2 separate regions of the Sus scrofa genome follow, and region 2 is linked to region 1. Evidence: chromatin contacts called from public HiChIP or PLAC-seq data. All regions are on one chromosome and are shown on one strand. Each heading gives the region's core, a stretch centred on a gene start, on an enhancer-like site or on the middle of the called end of the contact. The rest is flanking DNA. Distances are from core to core; before and after follow the strand shown.

Region 1 (4,836 bases), core at 459-2,958:
CCTGCAAAAGCTCTTTCGCCAACAAAATTGCCACTGATGTCAGGATATGTGCTGTTTCCAAACTGAGAGCTGGAGAATCATTTTCTTAATCTTTCAGAACCTAGTTCTAAAGTCCTGAAACTTCCACAGGGACATTTCACCAGCAACAGGTCTAATCCCAACCATCTTTCTGAAACCACAGTCCAACTTTTCAAATGACCTATGTAAAATCCCTGCACCTAGTCAGTCAGCTGCCTGCCCGTTTCTTATCTCTCAGGAGTTACAGCCAGAACCGCAGATTTCTGAAGCTTTTAGCTACCCTCTGGTTTCCCCCAACTTCTCTCTTTTCTAAATTTCTAAAAAAATCATTCATAGCCTCACCAACCAAAATACAGCTAGTGTTAACATTTAAAGAAATTCCTTTTCAGTTCTTTTTTTTTTTCTTAATAAACTGGTTATTTTTGTAAGATTATAATCGCCTTGTATATGAAAATTCACTTACTATGATAGGATTGCATTGTTCTATACTATTACATAACCTTTAAAATTTTTAATGACTGCAAAAAAAAAAAAAAAAAACCCAAACCAAAAAACACCACCAAAACTTCCAATACATAGACTGCTTTCTGAAGCTTGACTGTACCATCACCTTTTCCCCAAGTGATGTCTTCTCCCTCTCCAAGTACTAAACCTGCCCTTAACCCTGAGGATAAGAAGGAACTCAACCACCGCAACCATTCCTTCCTGCACGACCTCTAAAATCCCGCAGGACAACACGAGGGGCCATATTCTACAGAAATAGTCATTAAATAACACACCCAAGAAATATGGGGGAGAAGGGAGGTCAGTGAGGAGAAGTTGCCCCGTCTCCTTATCTCTCCTTCCAAGTCTTAGCTGCAGCTGGCTGCCCTGCCGGGGACTCGCCCACCGAGCAGCGGCGGCCAGAACCCTTGGCAAAGATAACTTCAGCTCCACTGGGGATAGGGGCTTGGCCAGACACGGGTGGGCAGGGGAGAAAAACGGAAGGGCGGGGTGTAAGAGTGGGTTCTTTCGCAGGCCAGATGACTTACACAACGTTTTGGCTTCCAGTCCCTGAGAAGGGACAGAAAAGTGGGGGTGGGGATGGAAATCACTTTTCCAGGATAGTCCTACCCTTCAGCCTAGGAAGAGGACAGGGGGCTCGACCTGGCAAGAACTCCACGGAGTTAGTTTGCGGCGTCCCTGCCCGAAGGGTCCCGCCCGGGGTGGGGGTAGGGGCGCCCACCTGCAGCTGGCTGGAGCAGCCGTACTGGATGAGCGGCGTGAAAGTTGTCAGCTGCAGCTCGGCGTCCGTCTGCAGCTCGTGCCCCACCAGGTTGGGCATCTTGGTCACGTTGTAGCCCAGGTTCTGGCACATGGAGATGCGGATGGGGTCGCAGCGCCGCTCCTCCTCGTCCCCGAAGCCCCGTGCTGGCCCCAGGAGCACAGCAGCAGCAGCAGCAGCCGCAGACTGAGACCGACGCCCCCGGGCTCCCCCAGGACGCGCGGCCCTGTGCCCCGCCAGGCCATGGCCAGAGCCGGGGGCAGCGGCGGCGGGGGCTGCTTCAGCAGACACCCCCAGTTTGCACCGGGGCGCCGGCTGCCCGCGCTGCTCCCAGCTCCGGGAAAGGGAGAGTGATAAGGCGCCAAGGGCGACGAGGGGGCAGCGGCCGGCTCTCGCAGCTGCGCGCGACTGTGCGGGGTATTAGACACCTCGCGCCGGGGCCAAAGGACAGACTGCGAGGGTCATGGCTACAGAAGGCGAGCCCTCAAACCCAGTGCGGGCCGCGTCCGCTCTGCGTCTGCAAAGCCCGCCAGCACCCAGCGCCGCGCCGCTCTCTCCGCTGAAGCCCTCCGCGGCGCTGGAGGTTCGCTGGGCGGCGGCGGGGCGGGACGGACAGCGCGTATCTCCAATGGCCGAGCGCCGTGGCCAGCGAGGGGCGGGGCCCTGCCCCGGCAGGGTCAGGCCCCCGCCCGCCACCTCCCCCCACTCCATGGTCCCTCCCTCCCGCCCCGAAGCGCCCCGCCCCGCTTCCCGGCTCGCTTTCCTCCCACCCTGTTCGCGACGCTCCGGGGCCAGGCCGGGATGGAGCCGAGGCGCTCCGGCCGGGCCAGCCTGCCCCCACTCTTCCAGGTGAGAAGTGCTCCCAGATCAGTCGGCTCCTTTTCCTTTCTGTCTTCCAGCTGTCACCTCGGCCCGTGGCCGCCTTCCCATCAGGCAGCGAAACGTACACAAAGGACACGGGGTTTGGATTTGCAAAGATTAGGGCTTTAAATCCTGGCTGTGTGACCTTGAGCAAATTGCTCAGCCTCTCGGCGTCGGTCTCCTCATCCGTAAAGAGACTTGGGAGGATTAGAGATAATGCGTAAAACGCTTAGCACGGTGCCTGGTACAGCGCGACCTCTCAGCTATTTTCACTCGGAACTTGCTAGGGTTGGAGCCCGGCCCCCTCTCCCCGCCCCCAGCCTCGGCCCGACCTGCACCCCGGAGCTGCCGGGCTCCAGCCGCGAGTGTGGGAGGCGCCCCAGAGCAGCCGACCAGTCGACCAGCCGACGGTCTCGCGCTCCGATTTCCTCACCGTACGAAATGAAATTCCACAGGGGGATTCGAAAGGAAATGAGACCGGGACGCTCCGTGCTTCTCGGCCCGCCGCCCTTCCTGTCTCGGGGACACGGGTTTCTAAATAAGGTTGGGAGGGTGAGAGGGCGGGAGGGGAGAGGTTTGACCTACGCACGCGGGAGGGGGGGGGCTGAAAAGGCGCCCAACCACCAGGGCTCCCCTCCCCCAGCTTCCCGGACATCTCTCCTCTGCAGCCTGCATCTCTTTCTAACTTATTCTGCTTCTGCCAGGGTCCTGGGGATCATGTGAGCCGTGTTTGGACCCAACTTTCCCCTCTTACTCTCAGCCCTCCTTGGACGGTGCTTTGTGCTGCCCACACTCTCCACTTTGCAGTTGGGCCAGTGAAACCCTAAGCAGGTGAATTCCTAAACCATTTACTCCTGGCAGAACTGTGGTCAAGGCACTGTCCTCTCTGAGCCTCAAACCGGCCATCTGTAAAATAAGGAAGTTCATATCTATGACACACAATTGCTTTTGGAGTTAAATGAGATAAAGCGTGTAAATCCTTTATCACACTGACTGGCACATAGTTAGTGCCAAATAACTTGGTTATTGTTCTTGTCGTGGGACAGCCTCCTGCCTTCCAGTCTGGTACCAAAGACCACTCCTGCAGCCCAGGTCTGAGCTGAGGATCTGGATTAAGAGCTTTCTACTCTCTTCCTGAGATTTTTTCTTTTTTTTTTTTTTTTCTTTTGTCCAACACACCGTTTTCCAGGGGCTTCATGACAAGGATCAAGTTTTTGTGTGTTTATATCTTCCCATTTCAGCCAAGTCTGGCATATGGCAGAGGCTGGATGGAAGTTAGAAGGACCTCTGTACAACTCATATGGAGCTCAAATTATGTCTTGTAGTTTTAATTTTATTTTATATTATACCAACTGGACCTGGCTGAGGGCAAGAATCGAATCAACTTTTTTTCATATTTGGCTCTGTGCCTGTTACAGTTTTGGGCCCATATAGGCTGCATTGTCTCCAGTCATCATTATAACCTTCCAGGGAAGGAGACTCTCTTATCCCCTTAAAGAAATGAAGAAACCGAGGCTAGAACCAATGCGATTGTTAGGAAACGAAAGACCAACCAAACAGAGGCCCAAAGGAGACTGACCTTTCAGAAAGAGAGGGCAGGATTATTTTCCCAGTAAATCCAGCTGGAGATCTTTATACTGAGCAGTAGGGTTGAATCTTCTGTATGTCTGTGCAGAGTAATGCATGAAACTGAGCCCATTGGCCTACAGAGATGAGTAAGTGACTAGATGAATGAAAGGAACTCACAGGAGGAGACAAAGAACAGACAGACAACTGTCACTGGATGTGATAAGTGCACACAGAGAGATATGTAGGTAAATTGTGGTAGAGGCAGCTAAGTTTGGAGGGCTACTCAAAGGGGGATGACCAGCAGAACTCTGAGCTTCTTGACAAAGCAGACCTGTGTGCAGTTGGTACTTCTACACCAGAGTACTTGCAGGGAGGGGAGGGGGCATAGCCTTGTGCTAAAGGTATGTGTACATGGTTTATTAAATAATGAATTCCATGGTGTCAAGGAGCAGGAGCTGTCCCTTGCACAGGGCCTGGCACCCAGAGAGAACCCATTAGTATTGGGTGAAGGAATACTATTGTCAAATCAATAATAACTCATATTCTACCTTTACTCTGGCCAGATATTGTATTACATGCACTGCAGGCATCATGTCACTTATTTCACGCAACAGCTTGTGATAACTGTTGTTCCCACTGTACCAGGGGGACAGTAAAAGAGTTTACGCCACTTGCCCAGGAACGTATGGTTAGTGACAGAGAAGGACTCCGACGATGGATATCTGCCTGGCCCCGAATTCTGTGCATGGCATTGCTCTCGAAGGGGAGGTTGCCTAATCCCTAGTTAGAGATGACCCTTTTGTGATTTGGACATTTTTTTTTCCCCAGCGCCCTGGCATCTCCGCCTCAGCCTGCTAGAAACGACTGTCTCCTTTGAGAACACTTGAAAAAGCCCTTTGCCCATCAGAAGCTTTTCCTGTCAACAGCTTTTCTTTCCCGGCATGGAACTCATCGCAGGTATTTTCCAAAAAAGAAAGCCAGGGGAATCACATTTCAGTCTGAATGTGGAAAGAAAACAAAGCCCACGACTTAGAGCTAAGTCTGAATGGCCTGGAGCCCCTCAGCCTCCCTCTCCCAGAGCGGTTTACACAGTCGCCAATCTGCTCCCGGTGACAGGCATGGCA
Region 2 (4,776 bases), core at 1,119-3,618, 1.0 Mb after region 1:
CTAACCTTAAAAAAGGCAAACCACTTGTAGTCATTCAGCACAATCTCAAAACCTTGATTGTAAATGATGGTGAAACGTCCAGAATTGCCAAAGTCATCATATGCTGTATCCAACTTCTTAAGGTGCACCACTACTTTTTTTTCTGGTGGTCCTAAAGAAAAGAAAATGCACAACAAAGGAAAATTATTTGAACTTCAACAGGAGGGGAAAAAAAAAATCCCCTCTCTAATTTCTAATCTTTTTAAGCTGCTTTCCTTTCCTGCTACCTCTGATTTGGGTAGATCTGGCTTGTGAAGCTATGATTCCCCATTTTATGGCCTTCCTCTGGATAATCCCAGAGGAATCTAAGGCAAGACTGAAATGAAGGCTCGAAAGATATATGAAGGAGCCCAGCAGCAGAGAGAACAGTACAGTCATTACCAGAGCAAACAAACACTTTAGAAATTTTTCCACTGACGAAAAGGAGAAAGGGGGGATGTTGAAAATGACAGGCAGAAATGGGGAGAAGACAAAATGGTAGTCAAAAAGGGGAACTGTAAAAATATAAAAAGACCTATCAGATCAGAAGAATAAAGGGAATGATCTCTTTAGAGAAGAAATGGGGTATCTTTCTTTTAAATGGCTCTACAGTTTAGAACCTCAGAATGTGAATGCTTCTAAAGAACTCAGCAAACTTGTGGTTTCTAGCCTGTAGAACTAACTTCTACTGACAGGAACTAAACTTTTAGCCTTCAGAAAGTGGGGACTCATATTTTCCACATTTCGGAATTAATACTCTGAAAGAGGAGATTCTGTGACAGAAATGTGCAAATCCCTTGTCTTCTGCTTTGGACCTCCAGCTTCAATTTTCAAAAGAAAAAATGGTTATGATGCCCAGGATTATGAAATGCTACAGTTATCTGGAGTTGGACAGTCCTATAAGTCTGTTTTAGTAACAAATGACCTGGCAGTCTGTGTTCTGTTAACAAGGAAATTGCAGCCGAGAGCTTCACCCATTCTGCACAAGTCACAGGTTGGCAGAGGGTTTGTGTGCAACTAGAGTGCCTCTCCTGAACCAAGGTTGTGTGTTTTTTTCTTTTCCCTTCACTAAATTCTTTGTCTTTGGGATAGTCGTGTCATCTGAAGGCATTTGGAATGTCCCAGGGTGTTCAAACACTCGATATTTCTTGAGAGCCTTCCATGAGCTAGGCATTGTACTTGGCTCTGAGCATTTCAAAATACAATTACTGGCTAAAGAGTTATTAAAAAAAAAACTTTTATATACTAATACACTACCTCCCTGCAATCTATGCAACTGTGGAGTGGTACCAGAAGTTTTCTCAGACTAGAAGCAACAACACGTGTTCAAATCAAAATCGCCAGGCATAAGGGCACTTTCCCACAACTTAAAAGAAGAAAACTTTAATTGCTATATTCTCTGGAGTCTTTGAGCTCATTTCTCACTGGCACAATAAAAAACTGCAGATTGGACGGAAACATAAAATGGCACGGTCTTAACTCTCCTCCTCACCAAACCAAAACACAAATTAAGTGGGAAAAAGTACTTGTAAAAAGTGCTGAGGCGCCGGGGATAACTAGGACTAAGTGAAGTTAGAAATTCTCAGCAGTTCCACTTTGACATCGTTGCCCTGGAGCAGGAAAGGGCACCCGGAGGGGGGTCCCAAGTCCAGCCAGGACGTCCCTGGCCTCCAGCTAGTTGGGAGCTCGGAGGGGGCGCTGCGCGGAGAAGGGCTCAAGGACCGAACGGAAGGAGCCCCGGGCAGGCGCGAGAAGAGAGCGGGTCCGAGGGCGCCGGCGGCTTACCCATAACCGAGCAGTTGACGTCGCGCTGGGAACCACCAGGGCCCACGTGGAAGATCCAGGTGCCCAGCAGGTCAGGATAGGTGCAGTTGGCAGGAGTGTCACAGTGCGCGGTGCCCGCGACGTAAAGAAGCAGCAGGAGGGCAGAGAGCAGCGAGCCCAGCCGGGGACCCATGCCGGCCGGGAGCACAGGAGAGGTGGGGGAGGGAGCGGGAGCCGGAGCGTGGCAGGCTGGGGGCTGAGGCCACTACGGTCGCGCGCGCTCCTTAAAATAGTCCGAGGGGCCGGAAACCAGTGACCCAGCGTGGGCGGAGTCTCGGGGTGGCGGGGGCTGGGCACCCAGGCGTGGCCCCGCCCCTCAGGTAAGGGCTTGGTGGCGCGAGCCCCTCACCTGGCCGCGGCCCGACAGACGGCCTGGGACCCCAGGGTCAGGTTCTCTTGGCAAGGGATGTCTCCAGAGAGGACTGAGGAGCCACTGCTGGTCCGCGCGCGCCCCGGACTGCGCTCCTTGCAAAGTAACGGAGAGGGAGACCCGAGAGAGGAGAGAGAGAGGGAGGGAGAAAGAGACAGAGGTGGGGTGGCGGGGACTAAAGGTCAGAGAGAGACGGACACCGAGAGCTGGGAGGGGGAGGGGGTGGGGGTAGGGGACCGAAAGTGAGCAAAAAGCCCAGAGGGTGAGCGAGCTGGTTAAGTTTGCTTTTACTTCTTTGTCTTCGTTACTTAGTCCTCACCAACTCGGTTAACTTTTCTTCCCTCGGAACAATTTTCCGCGCGACCCCCAGCCACCCCAGTTGTTTTAGAACTGCTCTTCCTTCCGTTTCCCAAAACTTTCACTACCTTTTTTTTTTTCCTGGGTTTTGTCGGTTTCCTGTTAATGTTATTTGCCAGTTAGCCACGGGAAGATTCGACACGTAGTGCTCATTTGCAGTTTGTGCGATTAAGTGTTTTGTGTTTTTTTCCCCTGCTAAAGTTCTAGAACTTAGTTGTGCGCACGCGCACGCACAAACCCACAAGTGCACTTAAAGCTCTTGTTTTACAGCTGAAAAGCTGGAGGCCCAGCGGGGGGAAGTAACTTGGGGGGAGGAAGGGAACCAGCGGGTGGGAGAAAGCTGGTCTTAGGAGCAGATTCTAGGGTGACCAGTCTGATCGCCAGTAATTAATAGGTACCCCTATTTCCAGGTGCCTCCTTGTTCAGTGTAAGTATCACCCTTTCTGTAAGAGCTTCTCTGACTTTCCTGGCTCTTGTTGGAAGTTGGGCTCCTTTCAGAATCTTTTAGGCGTCAGGCCCTGTGCAGCATCAAGGACAGGTGAGGAACAAAACAGACTTTCCTGTGTCCCTGCCCTTTAGGGCACGTGCCTTTTGCCCTCATCACACTGGTTAGAAATAAATCCTTGTATGGCCAGTATTTTGTAAGCATTCAAAGGGAGCAAGTCCACCTCATGCACCTTGATCTCCCTTGATCCTGGCTTGAAAACACCAAGCGTGCTGGGGTGTTAAAAATAAATGCACTTCATAACCTTATCTTGGTCCCTAGGCCTGAAAGCTAATTTTGATTTGGCAAAAGAAGTTGCCCTTGAAAGCTTAGCAGTGGAAATGCTCTCTAATGTCCTCACAAACTGCAAAGGCAAGGGTGGGGCCAACTCTCTATCTCTAGGTTTTATTTCTGTTTACTTAAAATGATAAGCTGACAGCATATAATTAAGCTAAGACACTTACTGTTTAGAGATACACTGACAGCGTTACATTGCTTTCCTAATCTCTGAGAAAGTGTGTCATTTGTTGTTAAAAAACAGTAAAATTTTGTTTTTTAGGGCTGCACCCTCAGCATACGGAGGTTCGCAGGCTAGAGGTTGAATCAGAGCTAAAGCTGCCGGCCCACACCACAGCCACAGCAACTCAGGATCGAGCCCACAACCTCATGGTTCCTAGTCGGATTCATTTGTGCTGCGCCACAAAGGGAACTCCAAAAAACAGTAAAATTTTTTACCAGAGGGAGCTCCCATCGTGGCACAGCAGAAACGAATCCAAGTAGGAACCATGAGGTTGTGGTTAAGAACTCGACACAGTGTCTGTGACGATGCAGGTTCCATCCTTGGCCTTGCTCAGTGGGATAAGGATCCAGCATTGCTTTGAGCTGTGGTGTAAGTAATAGATTCGGCTCAGATCTGTGTTGCTGTGGCTGTGGCTTAGGCAGACAGCTGCAGCTCCAAATTCAGCCCCTAGCCCTGGAACCTCCAGATGCCGAAGAAAGAAAAAAAAATGTTTAAATGTTTTAAAAATTTCTTAAAATGTATATAAGTATTGAGAAAAAGTAATTTATTTCTCAATTTATTATAGTTGATCATCAGGGGAAAAGGGTATTTTAAATAAAATTTGAATACAAGTACATTTCATTTTCTAAAATGCTCATGTAGGAGTTCCCGTCATGGTGCAGGGGAAGCAGTTTGAACTAGGAACCATGAGGTTTCGGGTTTGATCCCTGACCTCGATCAGTGAGTCATGGATCCGGCATAGCCATGAGCTGCTGTGTAGGTTGAAGACATGGCTCAGATCTGACATTGTTGTGGCTGGGATATAGGCCGGTGGCTACAGCTCTGATTGGACCCCTAGCCTGGGAACCAACATATGCTGCAAGTGTGGCCCTAAAAAGCAAAAAAATTAAAATGCTCATGTATAAATGTACTGGAAAACTGAATGAGATTCAGGTACTTGCTCTTTATGTTTCTAAATAGAATTGTAGTGTCATGCGTGACTGAGTTACCTTGCTGTACAGTAGAAAATTGACAGAACACTGTAAACCAGCTATAATGGAAAAAACAAAAATCATTATAAAATAAAAAGAATGATAAAGTCATAATACAATTGATAGGGACCTTTTTTTTCTTGAGAACAGAAATTATTTCAGTGAGTTATAACTCAAATACCTCTTAGTCTAATGCATTCATTTTCCTGTTGGAAAGTGAGTATCCAGAGAT

What was found. HiChIP or PLAC-seq counts read pairs in DNA pulled down with a chosen protein or histone mark.
Region 2: a contact with region 1 is called in an H3K27ac HiChIP or PLAC-seq map of skeletal muscle, with 2.3 times the contacts expected there. The contact joins the promoter of CTSC here to the promoter of LOC106504840 in region 1. A contact is called at or near these places in 1 of 5 promoter capture datasets (liver), 1 of 47 Hi-C or Micro-C datasets (liver) and 2 of 2 datasets of contacts at active chromatin or transcription factors (alveolar macrophages and skeletal muscle).

What each region holds. Positions count from the first base shown.
Region 1 is chr9:20,719,934-20,724,769 of Sscrofa11.1, forward strand. It overlaps LOC106504840, which reads left to right and starts at 1,709. Exons shown (of 3, transcript XM_013979237.2): 1 at 1,709-2,131; 2 at 4,541-4,669. The coding sequence starts at 1,746. The coding sequence ends at 4,589. FZD4 (frizzled-4) reads right to left here and starts at 1,527. Exons shown (of 3, transcript XM_005667210.3): 1 at 1,446-1,527; 2 at 1,244-1,443. The coding sequence starts at 1,527.
Region 2 is chr9:21,759,428-21,764,203 of Sscrofa11.1, forward strand. It overlaps CTSC (dipeptidyl peptidase 1), which reads right to left and starts at 2,369. Exons shown (of 7, transcript XM_003129741.3): 1 at 1,804-2,369; 2 at 6-151. The coding sequence starts at 1,975. It overlaps LOC102160855 (a long non-coding RNA gene), which reads left to right and starts at 2,461. Exons shown (of 10, transcript XR_002346978.1): 1 at 2,461-3,107.